Regions from separate parts of the Drosophila melanogaster genome. Here region 1 is linked to region 2. The links are chromatin contacts, called in public Hi-C maps. All regions are on one chromosome and are shown on one strand. The core of a region is the stretch at or near the end of the contact, and the rest is flanking DNA. Distances in the headings are between cores, read along the strand shown.

Region 1 (4,254 bases), core at 1,194-3,693, 580 kb after region 2:
ATTTGCAATTTGCCATAATTAAGCATTAGCCATTGTGGTGTGTCATAAATCGGGAACGGAAAAGTAGAGTGAGGCGTTGCAGGTTTAGAACGAATCTTATCTGCAGGTCAAGAGCGTCGGCGACCCAAGATGCCTATAAAAATTGAAAATTACCAACGCAACGAGATAGAGTCACAGCTACAGATGCACATACAGGTACAGATACAGATACACATTCTGTTACAGGGTTGAGGGCATCTCGAATCGCAGCCATGAATGAAATGCGTACTGAATGAAATGGGTCTGGTCTGGGAAACAGACTCCCCAGAGCCAAATCCAGAACTCGAACTCGACTCATCGCCATGGCAAATTCGAGCTAAAAGACACAAAAAACAATGTTCTTCTTCCCCCATTATGATTATTATAGTTTTTGTTCAGCTGTGTGACAATGTCGGATTCGATTCCCGTGTCTTTCGCTCGCATTTCAATCGTCGGATGAACGCAGCACCGATCCGAATCCGAATCAGGGTTCTGCTGTCGCAGAGGCGTCGATAAAACCGCAGGGGGTCATACATTTTTCGAGCTTCTTGCGTTTTGTTTGCCTGGAAATATCAATTGAAGTAGCCGCCGGCAGTCCGGCCAAAGTTATCGCCAAAAAATAAAGAATGTTCCTCGGGGAGATACAAGTTCTGTTTCTTCCTGCAATATAACTTTTATTTTTGTTTTTAGTCACTGCAACCCTTTTCTCTTGTCTCTCTCGTTGTTTTTTCATACTGGGAATGTGTCATGTAAGATAGGAATTATCGTCGGTGGGTATTTTCGAAGGGGTAATGACATGACAACTTCAACTAAAGAAGAATGAGCCTTGGAATCACAGTCACACCACCATAATAAATTATTTTTATGTCGTGTACATTTAACCAATCTAGTGGTTTTTTCAAACTTCAGGTCCCTCCAATTCATAAAAAATATTTAATATTTGTATTTAGTTACAGGTAATGTGTGCGTCTACCCTTTCTCGAAATACGCATCTTCTCGCTGCTATCGCACACGATTTAGTGTCGTCTTTGTTGCTTATCTGCGGCTGTTTTCTTCCAGCAGAAGACGCGTCTTCGGCCCGATCCACCTCTCCGGTATCCCCGTCTCGTTCTCCGATTAGCCCCCTCTGTCGCACTTGGAAGACGTCTGGGGAGCGTGTGTCATCGCAGTTAAGTGGCGCGGCAAAGAGTTAATCTCGTCGATAATTATAATTTATGGCTCGCTGTGGGTTCACCTTCTTCAAAAATACTGCAACTTAGCGTGGATGCAGTTCACTTCTTCAGTTATTTCCTTTATTTATTTCAGTTTGTTTTGTTGCTTCTCTTTGGGGCTACAGTGCTCCATCATAATCTCAATTTTAATTGGAGTTTCGGCATAAAGGAAAATCAACGCATTGAGTTGTTTTCCTTATTTTTACTTTTCGCTGCCGTCAAACTGACAATATTTATGATTCAGATTGCTCATTGTAATTGATCATTGTCTGTGGCGATCATAAACCATGGGCCCCACTGTACTGCTGCGTTTATGGCGCGCCCAATTATGTCAATCACAGTTAGGGGCTACTACACTTTTCCGTTGACCACATTTCACTCGTGGCCGGAACACCTCCCCCCACACTCACCTACATAGATACCGGAGCTCCATTGTATCTATATCGTAATTTATCAAATTGATAAGGCCGGGAGGCGATGTCTGGAGGTGGAATGATCAATGGGGTGCCCTGTGATCGCAGCTAGTCCTTAATCTCGGCCACATTAACTCAATTTGCGTGATAAATAATAAGCGCGGCTCAGCATTCGAGCAAATCGTCTGCTCACTCTGCTCAGCCACAATCATAATTTATCAGTGGCCCATCGCACAGTGGGACGAAAGTGGCGCAAACAATGTCTATAACTGGGTATTATGTATATGAACAATAGTGATTCCCCTAACCATCTGTCTTATTTATATGTTACTTAGATTTGCATTTAACAAACTATTTTCAAATTTAATTTTTGTGGAATTAGAGGGCATACCACAGTGAACTCAAAGCCTGGTCAGAACGAATCTATTTAAAGACCCACTCTGAGCGGCAACCACCTCCCGTTTAACTCGCCCACCTCCATTCCGATTCGGAATTCCCATCCACTTCCACCTCGACCCCAACATCAACCCCAACCGAAGTCTCCACCTCCTCCCGAGTGCGAACAGGCCCAGAGCACTTAATCATGCGAGTCTTGTTGCAGATTAACTCATTACTTAACACTTTTCCACCGCCGAAGAAACTGACGGATGTTGATGAGCATAATTGTGTGGCCACAGTGTAAATCGGAAAGGCCAGCTAAACTGGCGAGATGAAGACGACAACACCTACAAATCAGCAAGGCCTCAGATACACTGAACAAAAATTTAAATGAAATTTTAAGAAAATATTGAGCTATGTTTCTTGACTTTTTAAGTCTTTTCTTTCTTGACCTTTTTAATCAAATAAAATTAGAAACGCACAATAGTTCTTAAATCCGTATCACAAGATAATATCTTGAATATACAAATATTTCTTGTAGTGATATCCCCTGTGGGGCGTGCCCATCGACATCGATTTGGACTGTTTCGTGCGCTGGGGAAAATGTTTCAAAATTGATGTTCACCTTCTGCCATGTTTGCCAACCCTCCTTGGAAGTCGGGGGACTCCTCCTAATGACTCGGAATATGTTTTGCCGTATTCGTAGCATTAACATTCCTTCGCAGCCGAAAATGTCTTCAGAACATATAGTGGATGTTGCGCAAACAGGCTTAAGTAGAACTCATCCGAGTAAGTAGCTCATGGATGTCACTGGAAACTGTTGTGCTGATGGCTTTCTGGGATTGGCATGGCTTCGAGTGCATCGGCGGTTAATTATACTTACAAAGATTTTGTGTGGCATATTCGGAATTAAAATTAATGATCTCCGATGAAAATCAAGCGACAAGATTCATTTGCATAAGGAAGTCAATTGGGGGAAATTGACAAGAAGGAAGTGTGGAGATGATTGGGAGATTGGAAGGGAAGCAGGCAAATTCCATGAAATGTATTATTTCTTCAGAAAACTTGTGAGTAAATAAACAATAACTTAACAAGTGCACTCCCACTTCAAAATCATTGTGAATTCCTTCCCAATCAATTAACTTTTCGGTAATAGAGCCATAACGAAATTGTTATTCAGCACCATAGGTTTCCTACAGTTCTTAACAATTAAAACTATTGAAAGCCCAAAAATTTGTTATAATTATTTATTGCACCTTATTTTTCAACAAATTTATTCTGGGCAAACGAGGCTCCCTGGAATATTTTCATATATTATTTATTGAATTCATAACTCAGGCGAGTTTCCATTTCACCAGCAGGATTTATGTGATTTCTAGGCAAATTTACAAGCATTAATTGAACAAAACTCTCACGCACACGCATCGGGCCATATAAAATGCGGCTGACAGACGTCAGAATGGAGAAATGCGTAGATAACTACTGAGGAATCAAAGCGAACCACTCCCGAAAATCCCACTCCACCGATGGAGTATTTCATTTCATTTGTTTTACCGATTTTTCCGGCATGGCCTGCATATTGTCTGCCGTCCGGAGAGCCATAACCAATTATTTACCAACACTCTCGTGTCCTCGAACATCCTGGACAATCGGAAATGCAGTCGAGAATGCGAGTGCAACCCTCTGTCGCAGTTTCCATGGCCATTGCCGTAATTACAGACATTTTTGCCACAATTGTGCTACAAATTTAATGGTCTCTCTCTACCTGGATTGCGTATGCAAAGGGCAAATTTATGGCTCTGTGAAATCTTTTTCCGATTTTGTGGTTTTGTCCGACTCGGTGATCATTCAAGCAAACGATTCCGATCTTTCCCACTCTCCATCTTCCATCCCAGTCGACAATAATCCCCCGGATAAACTTGGTCTATATGGTAAACGAGAAGATTGAAGAACTTTGGCCAGAAAAGCGCTCAGCGTTTGTAATCCTTTAATGGCCAACTATAAATGCACAAAGCACAAAGCTTAGGGGCCAACTGATAAATTTCCCTCATTACTTCCTCTCTATGCTTAATCCATTGTGTTTTCCGATGACTAAGAACTCCCATTTGTTGTGGCAGCCAAATAGGGAACAAAAATAAATCCATGTATTATTGGGCGATATATTCACCTAATATTAAGACTCAGGTTTATATGGAGTTTATCCAGCACTTTCATAGCATTCAGATATCCAACAA
Region 2 (4,274 bases), core at 910-3,409:
CATGCCAACATTTGTTTCCCTTGGCAGTTGGCAACAAGGTTTGAGGACTAAGGATTGAGGATTGAGCACCGCACACCGAAGACTGAGGAATGGGCAATGAGTCATCGAAACAAGAGTTGGGGACTGCAGAGTGCAGCAGGGCGAACGCATTGCAGTTGGCTACTTTTCAACCTGGTTCCGATGATAGAGATAACTCAGCGGAGAAACCCGCATGCTGTCCAATTGAGAGGCCACAATCTGGGGCACACGAATCGTGGGAGACTGGGCTTCTGGACCTGGGCCAAGCGGAAGTTTAAGAGCAATCATGTAATGTGCTTGATCCGGAAATGCGTAAATCAAATGAAATGCAGTGTCGGCGGAGTGGTAATACATATATGACCCCAATTTGGCCATAGTGCTCACAAATCAAAGCCAATTTGCCAAATTACTTAGAGGGGCAAAAATAAAAAATAAACTGAGGGGCGCCAAGGACACCCACAACTCAACCGCCAGGTGGGCGGCTCTCGAAAACGTCTCCCCACGGAAAAACACGAATAGAAAGCGACGCCGGCGAAGACAAAACAATTTCGTTCGCCGCGATGTCGCGCAATTGAAAGTTTTGTCTTCGATTTGCATTTGCATTCAAAAAGGAAAGGAAGCCAAATTGTGCGAAATTGTTCGAAATTGTTGGGGAATTGCTTTCGCTTTCACACACAATACGAAATAATAATGGGGGGCGGGATCGGACATTGCATCGATCGATCGCAAATTATCGGTCACTCCACTCGGGCACAGATCCCAAATGGACGTCAGGCGAGTTCAAATTGGCTGGGTTCAAGTCAAGATAACACGGGAGACCAAGAAAGGTCCACGGATCGACGTTGATAGCTCTCAATTTGCATTTCTATTTTTGGAAACACTCAAGGCAATATTTTATATGACTCCTAAACGCAGTGGGGGTAGCCCATTTGGCAGTTATCAGAATATGTATATAGGTAGCCAGCTTTTTGATAAAAAACATGTGTGAATTCAACCAAAAGCCATTCAAGAAAGCCATAACCATAAATGTCGTATATCTGGATTCTTCTTGTGGAAGATTTTAAGAGATTTGTCAGTTCATAACCCACCATCCTTATTCTACAAATCTCAAGCTAGATCAATCTGTGCATCGGAAATTGTTTGAAATATTTTCCAGAGGTATCTTGAATACCTGGTAAACTCAAAGAGACAACCAAAGAAATAACTAAAATATGAATAGCCAAGTTACAGTTACATTCTCATAACAAAGGTCACCTAGCAGGCGACTTATGCCTAATTCCTGGATCTACCCTACATTATCCCAGACTAGAAAACAACAACAAGAAGGCAAATACTTACAGGACTCCGGAGCAGCGGGTGCAGACAAAGGATCCGATGGTCATGTTCACGTAGGTTGGTCCTTTTTGGCCGCAGTCGAAGCACTGCCGATTGCTCCCCGTCCCGCTGGCCACTAGTTCCCGCAGGGCGAGCAGGTACTTGTCGTCCTGTTTCTTGCGCACCACCGCCATTGTCGCCGTCTCTGTCGCTCCCTTGGCCGCCGCCCTTTGTACCGCTTCCGGTACTACTGACGTCGACGTTGTCGTTGTTGTTGCTCCTGCTGCTGCGATGAGCGGCCTGACGGAGGGTCCGCTACCTGCGCGCTCCTCCTCGGATTCCTCCGCTTCCGCTTCGTGGCTCTGAGCCCGATCCTCGTCGGATCCAGCTAGCTGCTCGGTGTCCGAGGGCAGCCGCTCCTCGGGGGGCGGGAGTGGGTGGTGGTGGGTGGACCGCTCGGCCGCGTAGGGCGCAAAGGGGGCGACGGCGGTGCGGTAGGAGGAGGCGGCGTGGGGCGCGGAGCTGTTGTAAGCGTACACGAACTGAATCTTGCCTGATTTTTTGAATTCTTTCGGGAATTGGTATCGTTTACTTTCTGCTCCAAATTGACGTAAATTTCCGCTGTTATCGTTTTTTGCCTATCGTAATGGCTGGCTATCAGGATCGTTTAGGGAATCAAAAATTTTTATCGGGAATGCGAAACTGACGTAATTCCCCTTCCCCTCTTCTAAGCTTTCCTTTCCTTTTCTTTACGCAATTTTTGGCTTGACCTTTCCTCTCCTTCGACGCACACTCACACACTCACTTTGACACTCACACTGACAGGTGTGTGTGTGCGGTGCGATTTATCGAAAACCACTTTTCCGATTGCCCGTGTTATTGTTTACTTTTCACTTCTTCGACTCGCAGAATTTCGCTTCAATTCAATCTATTTACACCGAGTGCCGCTGCAATTGCCACACAGATTTCAGATTTCAATTGAAATTTCGACGCTGCGAATGCACTCGCCACTTTTGCTGCTTCCCCTTCTCCTTGTTTGTTTGCAGTGCGGATTCGAAGACGAGTGGAAAACGAACAGCGAAACGAAACGGAACGAAACCAAACAGCACAGCGCACTCGAAACAAAATAGCGCGACTCGACTCAACACAATTCCGACGCAAATTCCGACCGCTCGCCTACAACAACAGCAGCAGAGTGACCGTTGGCGGACGGGAGAAACATACCTCGTGTTGCCGCTGGAAATGCACTAAAATTGGACGGAGCTCTAAGACCTAAATATGCCGCAACTAAAGCACAGACACACACCGATTGAACCTAATTCGATAACTGTTATCGAAATTTAAAACTTTTTAAAAAACATATTACTATTTAAAATGTTGGGAAATATTTATTGAATGCAAGTCGACTAAAGATAATAATAATTCTACAATAGCTATGTTTAATCTAATATTAGTTAAACGCATCTCACTTTTTAATTGGTATAAGCAAACACTTAAAAACCTAAACATTTCCTATGCCTAAACCTAACTAGTAGGTGAAATATGCACATAAGCACATGGAGTACTTCTTAATCCTCGGCGCGCTGGCGGCTGTTTCCCTTCCTGATGAATTTCCGCTTGAACGTGGCGGGCGCAGTGGCGGCTATCTCCTCATCCAGACCGCCAATCGTCTTTTCCTTGAACTTCTTGACTGGAGGTTCTGGTTCACTCGAGGCGGAAACCACGGGCGCAGCACTGTAGTAATCCGTTTTGGGTAGCTGCCAGTCGATGGGCTGCTCAGGTGCTCTACAAAAATCCATAAATTTATCAGTAAATGCATTTGAACCTAGTAGGAAGGCCCTACTTCACTTCCACAGTTTGCCACTGTCCAATCTCTTTGGTGGCCGCCTCTTCCTCCGTTTTGAATGTCTGACGCCTCTCCTCCTTCTGCTTCTTTTCCTTGGGATTGTCCGTCCTGCGGAAGGCTTTCATCTTCTCTCGGTTCACCCTCGCCACTTCCTCGTCGACATTGGCGCGGAATTTCAGCGATTCCTCGGCCTGGGAGATCTGCTGCTGGTCGATGGCCAGCTGGTTGATGCGCTCGTACTCCTCGTAGGACAGATAGCCCTCTTTCGGCGGCTTCCACACGGATTCATTGGTCTTCACGTTCCAATAGTAGGTGTGTCCCTCGTCCGACTTGCCCTCCACCCAGAGGGATGCCTCGGGCACGGCTGCGTCGCTTGTTACCTTGCCGGGAGCCACCCGCCTCTGGTCTTCTTCTTCGTCGGACAATCCTTCCAGGCGCATGGGGTCCACTTGGCGTGATCTTCCGGCGAAGGAGTGAGCTCCGCCTGAGGCGGCAGCAGTGGCGGTGGCCCTCATTACCGTGTTAATGGACCTGGCGGTCATGTCACCGCGCGAATGGACATCCTGTGCGTACGACTTCATGGCCGCCTCCTCCATCTTGCGGATCTCCGCGTCCATTTTCTGGCGCTCCCGCTCCGATTTCTCGCTGTTGCGACTGATGTCCGTGATCCGCTTGGCCACATTCATCTTGTGCCGCTTGCCACTCTCGTGGAAGGCGACGCTCTGCGGGATTAGGGGTCATTAGAGTGCCGAAAAGCGAGTTTATTCTATGGACTCACCGCCTTGTTGTCGCTCAGCCAGCATTTGCAGAAGTCGCAGAACTTGCGCTCGTTTGATTTCCAGTACTCCGTCCTGTTGGAATCGAGAGTTAGCTATGGCAAAGCCGGAGGATAATAACGCAGACTTACATGATGATTTCTCAGCTTAATTGTTTCGAATACAAGTAATATTAAATTTTGTTTGCAATCGCAAATGAAAACAATGTGCGGGAGTTGCCACCCAGTCGCGAATGGAGCTGCACAATAGCTCCGTATCTGACTTTCTAGCCATTCCACCGCCAAACCGACATATCTGTCAATAGCTATTGACAATCGAAT

The links. A called contact is a pair of places that touch in the nucleus more often than the background predicts.
Region 1: a contact with region 2 is called in a Hi-C map of the S2 cell line, with 2.8 times the contacts expected there. A contact is called at or near these places in 3 of 107 Hi-C or Micro-C datasets (the ML-DmBG3-c2 cell line and the S2 cell line).

The regions. Positions count from the first base shown.
Region 1 is chr2L:1,426,031-1,430,284 of dm6, forward strand. CG43401 reads left to right here and starts at 2,444. Exons shown (of 1, transcript NM_001298633.1): 1 at 2,444-3,129. The coding sequence starts at 2,638. The coding sequence ends at 2,817.
Region 2 is chr2L:848,543-852,816 of dm6, forward strand. It overlaps lncRNA:CR44060 (long non-coding RNA:CR44060), which reads left to right and starts at 2,160. Exons shown (of 1, transcript NR_073684.1): 1 at 2,160-2,621. drongo (drongo,) reads right to left here and starts at 2,529. Exons shown (of 5, transcript NM_057891.3): 1 at 1,357-2,529. The coding sequence starts at 1,526. CG4291 reads right to left here and starts at 4,188. Exons shown (of 4, transcript NM_001272917.1): 1 at 4,086-4,188; 2 at 3,957-4,029; 3 at 3,176-3,900; 4 at 2,709-3,117. The coding sequence starts at 4,087. The coding sequence ends at 2,901. kraken (kraken,) reads left to right here and starts at 4,226. Exons shown (of 3, transcript NM_057917.4): 1 at 4,226-4,274.